2 separate regions of the Mus musculus genome follow, and region 2 is linked to region 1. A link is a contact called in public promoter capture Hi-C data. All regions are on one chromosome and are shown on one strand. Each heading gives the region's core, a stretch centred on a gene start, on an enhancer-like site or on the middle of the called end of the contact. The rest is flanking DNA. Distances are from core to core; before and after follow the strand shown.

Region 1 (3,636 bases), core at 488-2,987:
AATGTGGAGAGGGACAACCAAATCCACACAATTGTCCCCTGACCTCTAAAAAAGTACCAAGGCACCCATGTGGCCCCCCCACATATCCTACAAACAATAAGAGTTTTATTTTTCTTTTATAGGTACAATCTACCTATATAATTTTGAGATCACTGAAGATATATCAAAGAAATATTTGTAAGTTTTTAATAGCAGGCCAATATTGTCAATGTACTCAAAACTGAAAAATAAATATGGGAAATTCAAGATCTCTTACATGTTTTTTAAAATTTATTTATTTCTCTTGCATGTTTTTTAAATTCAGGATGGGGGAGTTGTTTGGGGTTCTGTTTTGAGAATTGCAGCCCTGGCTGTCCTGGAAATGTCTTACGTCCACTAGGATAGACTCAAACTCACATAACACCACCTGGCCCGGCATTGTTCTAGGACTCTGTTCTGGGACTAAAGGTATGCACCACCACACCTGCCAGTTCAGGATTATCAATATGCACAAACACACTACACAATAAGGTCATAATGCTGGATACAAAATTTTATAATCAAGTAATTTTAAGTACAGAAATAAAAGGAAAGCAAATTACCTTTGTACAATAAAGCATCCAAAGTTCAAAGAGCCTCTCTCTGGCTGCCATTCTGGCTTTCCACTCTGGTACTTTAATATTTCCTCAAAAAGACGGTTCAAGACCATATCATATTACTTTATTTTCCAAGTTTATCAGCCGTTACAGTAAAGCTCAAAGCAGTGGAATAAACAAAAAAAAAACAAAAAAAAAAATTCGTAGAACAAATAAGACTGTCTCAGGTCAATAAGGGTCAATTTCAGCAACTACTCCAACACTTCTTCATCAGGGGTAGCTGGTCTCGTAAATAGGTCTGTGAAATACAAAAATATCCTAAGTTTTTTTAAGCCACATTTGAAAAAAAAAAATCCAGATATCCGTCTGCCTTGATCACCCCATTCAAAGGGATAAATTTTTAATGTGATTAGATATTCCAGAAACTCCTGTTTGGCACACCACGACTAATGATCAACATAAAATACTAAAACCTTCCAGGCAGATTCACAACCAAAACTGCGGTAGATGGGAAGGAAGACGGCTCCCTACTCACGCCTTCCTTTAACCAGGAGCACAGATCAAACACAACAAATATCCGAGATTTCTCGCCAGCTTCTTAAAAGTTGCTGGGAATGTTTGCTGCGTTGCAGGGCAGGGCGTGGGGGGAGGGCCCGAGGAATTCCTGGTTTGTTTGTTTTAACCATCCACACAGCGAAAGTCATCCTGCCTACCTGGCTTCCACCTCTCCACCCAAGAAGAAAGGGGCTCACACACCGTGGCAAGGACCACCTCCCGTGGGACGACCCCAGACCCCGCCTCGCAGCAGTCCGGGGACCTTTCCATTTCCTCCCTGCGTCCCCGTTACGAACAAGAGAGACAAACGTCAGGCGTGCCAATCAACTTCAGAAGCGCGGCCCGGAGCGCTCTGGGACCCAGACCCGGGACCCACGCCAACCGGCCGCAGCCAGACCCGCCCGGGCCGGCCGCGCCCCCTCGCCCGCCGCCGCCGCCCCTCAGGCTGCAGCCCTGCGCCGCATTCCCCCGGGCCTTCCCGCCCCGCGGCAGCCTCCGCCCGACCTCGGCGTCCCCTCACCACGCTCACAGGCCCGCCGGCGCCACCCCGCCGCGGGCTAACTTGCTGCCCTCCGCCCTGCCCGCGGCGAAGCCCCGTGTCACCCCGAAGCCGGGCGGGAGGCGGAGGCGGAGGCGGGGTAGCGCCGACGCGGGGTGGGAGGAGCCAGGGGCGGAGCAGCCCCTGGGCTAATCATTCCGGCCTCTGGGGATTTACCCGGCCCTCCGGCAGCCGCTCCTCGAGGGCCGCTCAGCCCCGAAGCCCCTCCCCCGGCATGCCTGCGCAGCCGCAGTGCCCTCGCTCAGGCTCTGAAAGCGGTCGGAGCCAGCCTGGGCATTCCGGTCAGTAGTCACCCAGCTGGACGTGAGGGCCGACGTGCTGACGTCGCTCCCCGCCCCTGCTAGGTGGGGCGGACGGAACTTTCCTCGCCTGGCGGCGCCTCTGCGAATCAGCTGAGGACCGGCGACCCTAGGGCGTCTCGAAGGGATCTCGATTTGATTTCTTTGTAGAAATGGGATTGGTCCTGGGACAGAGCTCAAAAGCGAAAAAAGAAGAAAAGAAATCTTTACCTGTTCTGGCGTCGTTGCCTTTGTACTGTCACTGCCATTCTGTGTCTGTTCCAAGGAGACTGCTGTACGGAATGAGTTCCGTCTTTCAGAAAAAGAAGCAAAAGGCAGTCTTATTAGCTGCACACACTTTCTTAAGGTTGTTGTTGTTGCTATTGTTTTAAGAGAGGAGAAAAGCGTAAGATTAACCTTTTAAATCTAAACATTTAAGAAACTATTGTGAAATTTTACAAACATATAAAAAAATCAGTTTTAGAGCAGCTTAGCATCTGAGATGCCCTGTGTTTGATTCCTAACAAGCACACACAAGGAAACAAAGTAATAAAATGAACTTCTATATGTAATCACTAAGCTTCAGAAATAATCGAAGCCACCCTGAAGAAACAGGTCTGTGATCTAGCACTTAGGAGATGGAGGGAGAGAGATCAGGAGTTCAGCGCTGACATGGGCTACCTAGCAAGTCTGGGACCAACCTGTGCCGCATGAGACCTTGCCACAAAAGAAAAGAAGAAGAAAGGAAAGGGAGGGAGATGACTTGCTGTGCAAGCCAGACCTCCTGAAATGCAAGATGGAGACTGGAGGGCCAGCGAGCCCTGGCCACAAACAAGAGACCCTAGCTCACTAAATGGAAAGCAAGAACCTACTCATGAAAATTATCCTCTGGCATATACACATGCACAATAGATAAATAAATGTAAAGCTACTAATGCCATCATGGGGGTTCACTATGTGACCTTTATTTTTAAAATATACTAATGCCCCCACATGCCCTGTGTGCGTCCTTGTGCCACATATGTTTGTATACCCTCTGAGGCCAGAAGATATCTTATCCCTGGGAGCTGGAGGTCTGGGTGGGGGTGGGGGCTCCTGACATGGGTGCTGGGAACATTGTCTTGTGTGCTGCAAATGCTCTTAACCACTGAGCCATCTTCCAGCCCTTATCTATTCTCGCTTATTAGATTAATCTACAAGTTTTTCTTGTCAAGAATCACAGGATAAATAATTCCGTTTTGCAGACCATGCAGTAGCTTGGATATCAAAGGTGAAAGTAAATTTTGTGATTCTGTCACCAAAATGTAGAGTTCCCGTTATCCTTCACAACAAACATCAATGAGTAGAGGACGGGAATTAAATCATTAAGCTTCAGTAACATTATTTAAAAACCCTGTGATCTGAGGAGACAACTGATTAACAACAGCCTATTCACTTACCTTCTGATCTCCAGCCAGTTTGGCTGGAACAGAGTGGAAACAGAGGCAATCAATCATTCCAAAGTTTATACTCTTCCTTCTCTGGTCAGGTGGGCAGCCTTGTCTCTGAGATTCTCAGTGTTGGAGCTTCTTTGTCTGCTGATTCTCTCTCTCTCTCTCTCTCTCTCTCTGTGTGTGTGTGTGTGTGTGTGTGTGTGTGTGTTTGCCTCATAGTCTCAAAAGCACAAAGC
Region 2 (3,636 bases), core at 839-3,338, 270 kb before region 1:
CAGGCTGGCATCAAACCTCTACCTGCCTCTACCTCCTGAGTGCTATGGTAAAAGGGTGTGCCAATACACCTGGCTTATCTTGCTGGTTCTTCTATTAAAGTTTTTTTACACATGTGTAAGCCTGAAAGCGTTTATGTGTGCATATAGTGTGCAAGTGTGCATGCAGATGTCCAGTGGCCAAAAGAGGGTGTTGGGATCTTCTGGAGCTGAAGTTACAGGCGGTTGTGAGCCATCCAGTCTGGGTGCAGAAACCAAGCCTAGATCTTCTAAAAGAGCAGTAAGGGCTCTGAATCCATCAGCTGTCCCTTCAGCTGCTCTCTCAATGCTTTTATGTTCACGCTTTTAAAACTAAATTCAAATTCTGTGTCTTCAAACCAAACTACTGTTATCTTTCTGTTTCAAGAAAATGAAAAAGGGATGGCAAATTGGCTCAGTGAATAAGAGAACTGACTGTTTTTCCAAAGTTCCTGAGTTCAAATCCCAGCAACCACATGGTGGCTCACAACCACCTGTAATGAGATCTGATGCCCTCTTCTGGTGCATCTGAAGTCAGCTACAGTGTACTAATACAGTGTAATAATAGATAAGTCTTTGGGTCAGAGAGAGCGGGCCCAACCAGAGCAAGCAGAGGTCCAAAAAAATTGAATTCTCAACAACCACATGAAGGCTCACAACCATCTGTACAGTGTACTCATATACATAAAATAAATAAATAAATCTTAAGAAAGAAAGCGAGAGCGAAAGAGCGAGAAAGGAAAGAGATTGAAGAAATAGTTTTTTAGAAACTGCTGGATTCTAACGCTCCTAAATTTACATTTCCAGTCCTTTGTTATCAAAATGATTCTCAAACCATGTCTTCCCCATTTCCAAGAAAATGCAGTTATAATACAAACATGAACCTCAAAGTACCAACTGAAGTACTCACCAAAGACATAAAACAAAATAACAAAGTAGAAAAAATAGCAAAGCCATTAAGATCAGCTGGATATGTGCAGACTTCCCAAAACCTTGCAGAGTGCTAGGGAAGAATTCTTTAAATATTTCATTAAGAAGAATCTGGGTTTAACAGCCAGCAAAACAGACAGACACACACACACACACATACACACTCACTAAGTTCAGTAACAAATTGAATTCAAATTCACAAAATAAAACCAAACAAATAACCACTAATGCTCTACCTGGAAAGACGCTTGGAGGAGACGGAGTAGGCACAGCAATGGGTACCCCCACACTACCACTTCCGCTGTTCTCCCGACTGCTGCTCCGACTACTTGGGTGACTTCCTCCACTGCTCCCACTGCTGCTGAAGGAGGAAGAGCCACCGAAGAATGAGTATGCAGAGCACAATACCAGGATTCCCGTGTATTTCTGAAACGGACATAGCTACAAGAAACATAATTCAAAAAGGCTTCCATTTCAAATAGGAATTCCTTAATAAATAAGGAGAAACTCTTGAGTTCAGTAAACTTGTTTTGATACCTATTTATAAAGTCTACCTTATAAAAAAAATTTAAGTAAATTCCCTATAAATGTAAGAGCAAACTGTTGGTGCTTACACATCAAAATAATACTACCTTTTATATCCTGGCCTGATACCCATCTAAAGAAGCTTTTAGTAAATTTTACTAAATTATTTTATTTCAGTTTGTAATGGCATGGTAATATACTAATATTTTATTATGAATAGTTTTTCATCTGTAAATTTCCAGCAAAAAATAACTTGCAATTTCTATTCCTGGTTAGTAATGGTTTTTATATTAACTTAAGTTTATCTCTGGGATGTCTTTTTTCACCTTCCTGGCTGTTCAAAGTTGCATCAGAACATGAGGAGAGAGAGGAAGAATCAGATGAGGTTTGGGAGAGCAGAGTGAGGAAAAGAACTTAGTGCTTGGAAATGAGAGAGATTAGCTGAAGTTATCTGAAGAGATCATGGTACTCTGACCATCGTGGTTTGCGCTGAGGTAGAGAAAATACCTGTAAGTTCGATTTCTTTGATTCACAGAAGCTGTCCTCACAGGGCTCTGCTGCGAGGGAGCCATATTACGGGTTGGGCTAGGTACGTAATCATTTGGTACCACTGGAGGACGCACTGGCTCCAGTGTTCGATAGGGGGAGTGCCGCCTACAAAAAGAAGAGCGTATGTATGGTGTGATTAATCAAGTCTCGGCACGCTAACTTCAGAGTTGCCAGTGACATACAATTTGTAAGCAGAAAGAGGAAATGTGGTTTAACCCAGCTATCAATTTGTCTTTCCTTCAGCATAACTCTTCTACCAGCAGAGAGAGTTCTGGTGAGTATGTAGTGTAAATTTCAGTCTCCAGCCTCATTCCTATGCTAATGGAATTTTGTTCATTTATTTGCAGAAAACACCAAGTTTTCCATTGTTTAGGCCAATGTTTTCTAGACTCTATTCTTTTCTTAGAAGAATTTGAATTACTTTAGGATCATGTTAAAATCTCCCAAATGCACTGGATGAATGCACTAATTATCTTCTTCTCCTCTCTCTCTCCCTAACCATAGATATTTAAAAATACAGATAACAAATCTAGATTTTGGGGGTCACAAATTCCACATGAAGATCAATACCAGCTGTAACTCATTCCCCTTTTTATACACTAAAGACACAGAAATTAAAGATTTATTGGTACTTAAAAATGCACTATTTAATTTCATTTTTTCTTTTTTACCTTTCTCCCTCAACTTCATCTTAATCTCTTTCTTCCTCAGTGTTCAGCATTGAAGAGAAACTTTAAAAGACTACCTAAGTCCTTCTATCTTAGTTAAACTATAAAACCCAAACTAGATTTTATTAAAAAATTGTTTTCCTTTTCCCAAATACTCCTTTCAAAGGAAGCAGATGGAAAAAAAAAAATCTGAAAGGAAAATAACAGGAGTAAGATGCTTCCTGGAGCGCTGGTTAGCATTCATTCAGTTCTTGTTAAGTGACCAAATCCTTTAAGACAATGGATATCTTGCAGATGAGATTACAACTTTAAAAGAATTTGGCATATCAAGGCATAAAATGTAAAAAAGCTTTCTTCCTTGCAGGAGGATGCTGCTCAACTGGCCCTTGTATTTCTCAGTGATTCAACTCCCCTTAAGGTTCCCAGAGTTTCTTTCCTTGGCCATTCAAGCTCACTCACAATAGCTCACTGATTTTGAACAAGATTTTTTTTTTTAATCTGAGACAGGGTTTCTCTGTGTAGCCCTGGCTGTCCTGGAACTCACTCTGTAGACCAGGCTGGCCTTCAACTCAGAGTTCCACCTCTTCCTGAGTGCTAGAACTAAAGGTGTGCACTACCACCACCCAGCACATAAGATCGTTTTTTTCAAAGGCACTGTTCATCCTACTTCTCTCAAGCACTGTTCAATAAACAAAATAACAATTCAAAATAAATACTATTGTGTCAAAAGGAAAGGGAAAGACCAGGACTTTGAACTTAAAATAGTTTTTTAAGTATTCAAGCAACAGCTGTGTGGTGGTGGCATAGCCTTGAATCCCAGCACTCAGGAGGCAGAGGCAGACAGCTCTCTCTGAGTTTGAGGCCAGACTGGTCTACAAAGAGAGCTCCAGGACAGCCAGGACTGTTACACAGAGAAATCCTGTCTTAAAAAACCAAAAACAACCATCTC

What was found. Promoter capture Hi-C pulls out the DNA fragments that hold promoters and counts their contacts.
Region 2: a contact with region 1 is called in a promoter capture Hi-C map of the HPC-7 cell line. The contact joins the enhancer-like site here to the promoter of Nbeal1 in region 1. A contact is called at or near these places in 8 of 39 promoter capture datasets (the C10 cell line, the HPC-7 cell line, HPC-7-derived erythroid cells and 5 more), 1 of 484 Hi-C or Micro-C datasets (the HPC-7 cell line), 1 of 115 datasets of contacts at active chromatin or transcription factors (embryonic stem cells) and 2 of 9 other capture datasets (adipose tissue and liver).

What each region holds. Positions count from the first base shown.
Region 1 is chr1:60,178,700-60,182,335 of GRCm38.p6, reverse strand. Nbeal1 (neurobeachin like 1) reads right to left here and starts at 1,737. Exons shown (of 55, transcript NM_173444.2): 1 at 1,651-1,737; 2 at 582-873. The coding sequence starts at 632.
Region 2 is chr1:60,445,748-60,449,383 of GRCm38.p6, reverse strand. Abi2 (abl-interactor 2) reads right to left here. Exons shown (of 12, transcript NM_001198570.1): 6 at 1,978-2,124; 7 at 1,182-1,306. Among named protein-coding and RNA genes, the nearest start is that of Abi2, 38 kb to the right of the region's middle. Within about 2 kb of position 2,088, at least 3 of the 459 cell types and tissues checked have an H3K27ac peak or open chromatin away from gene starts, as enhancers often do. A contact at or near this core is called in the HPC-7 cell line, where this site is marked.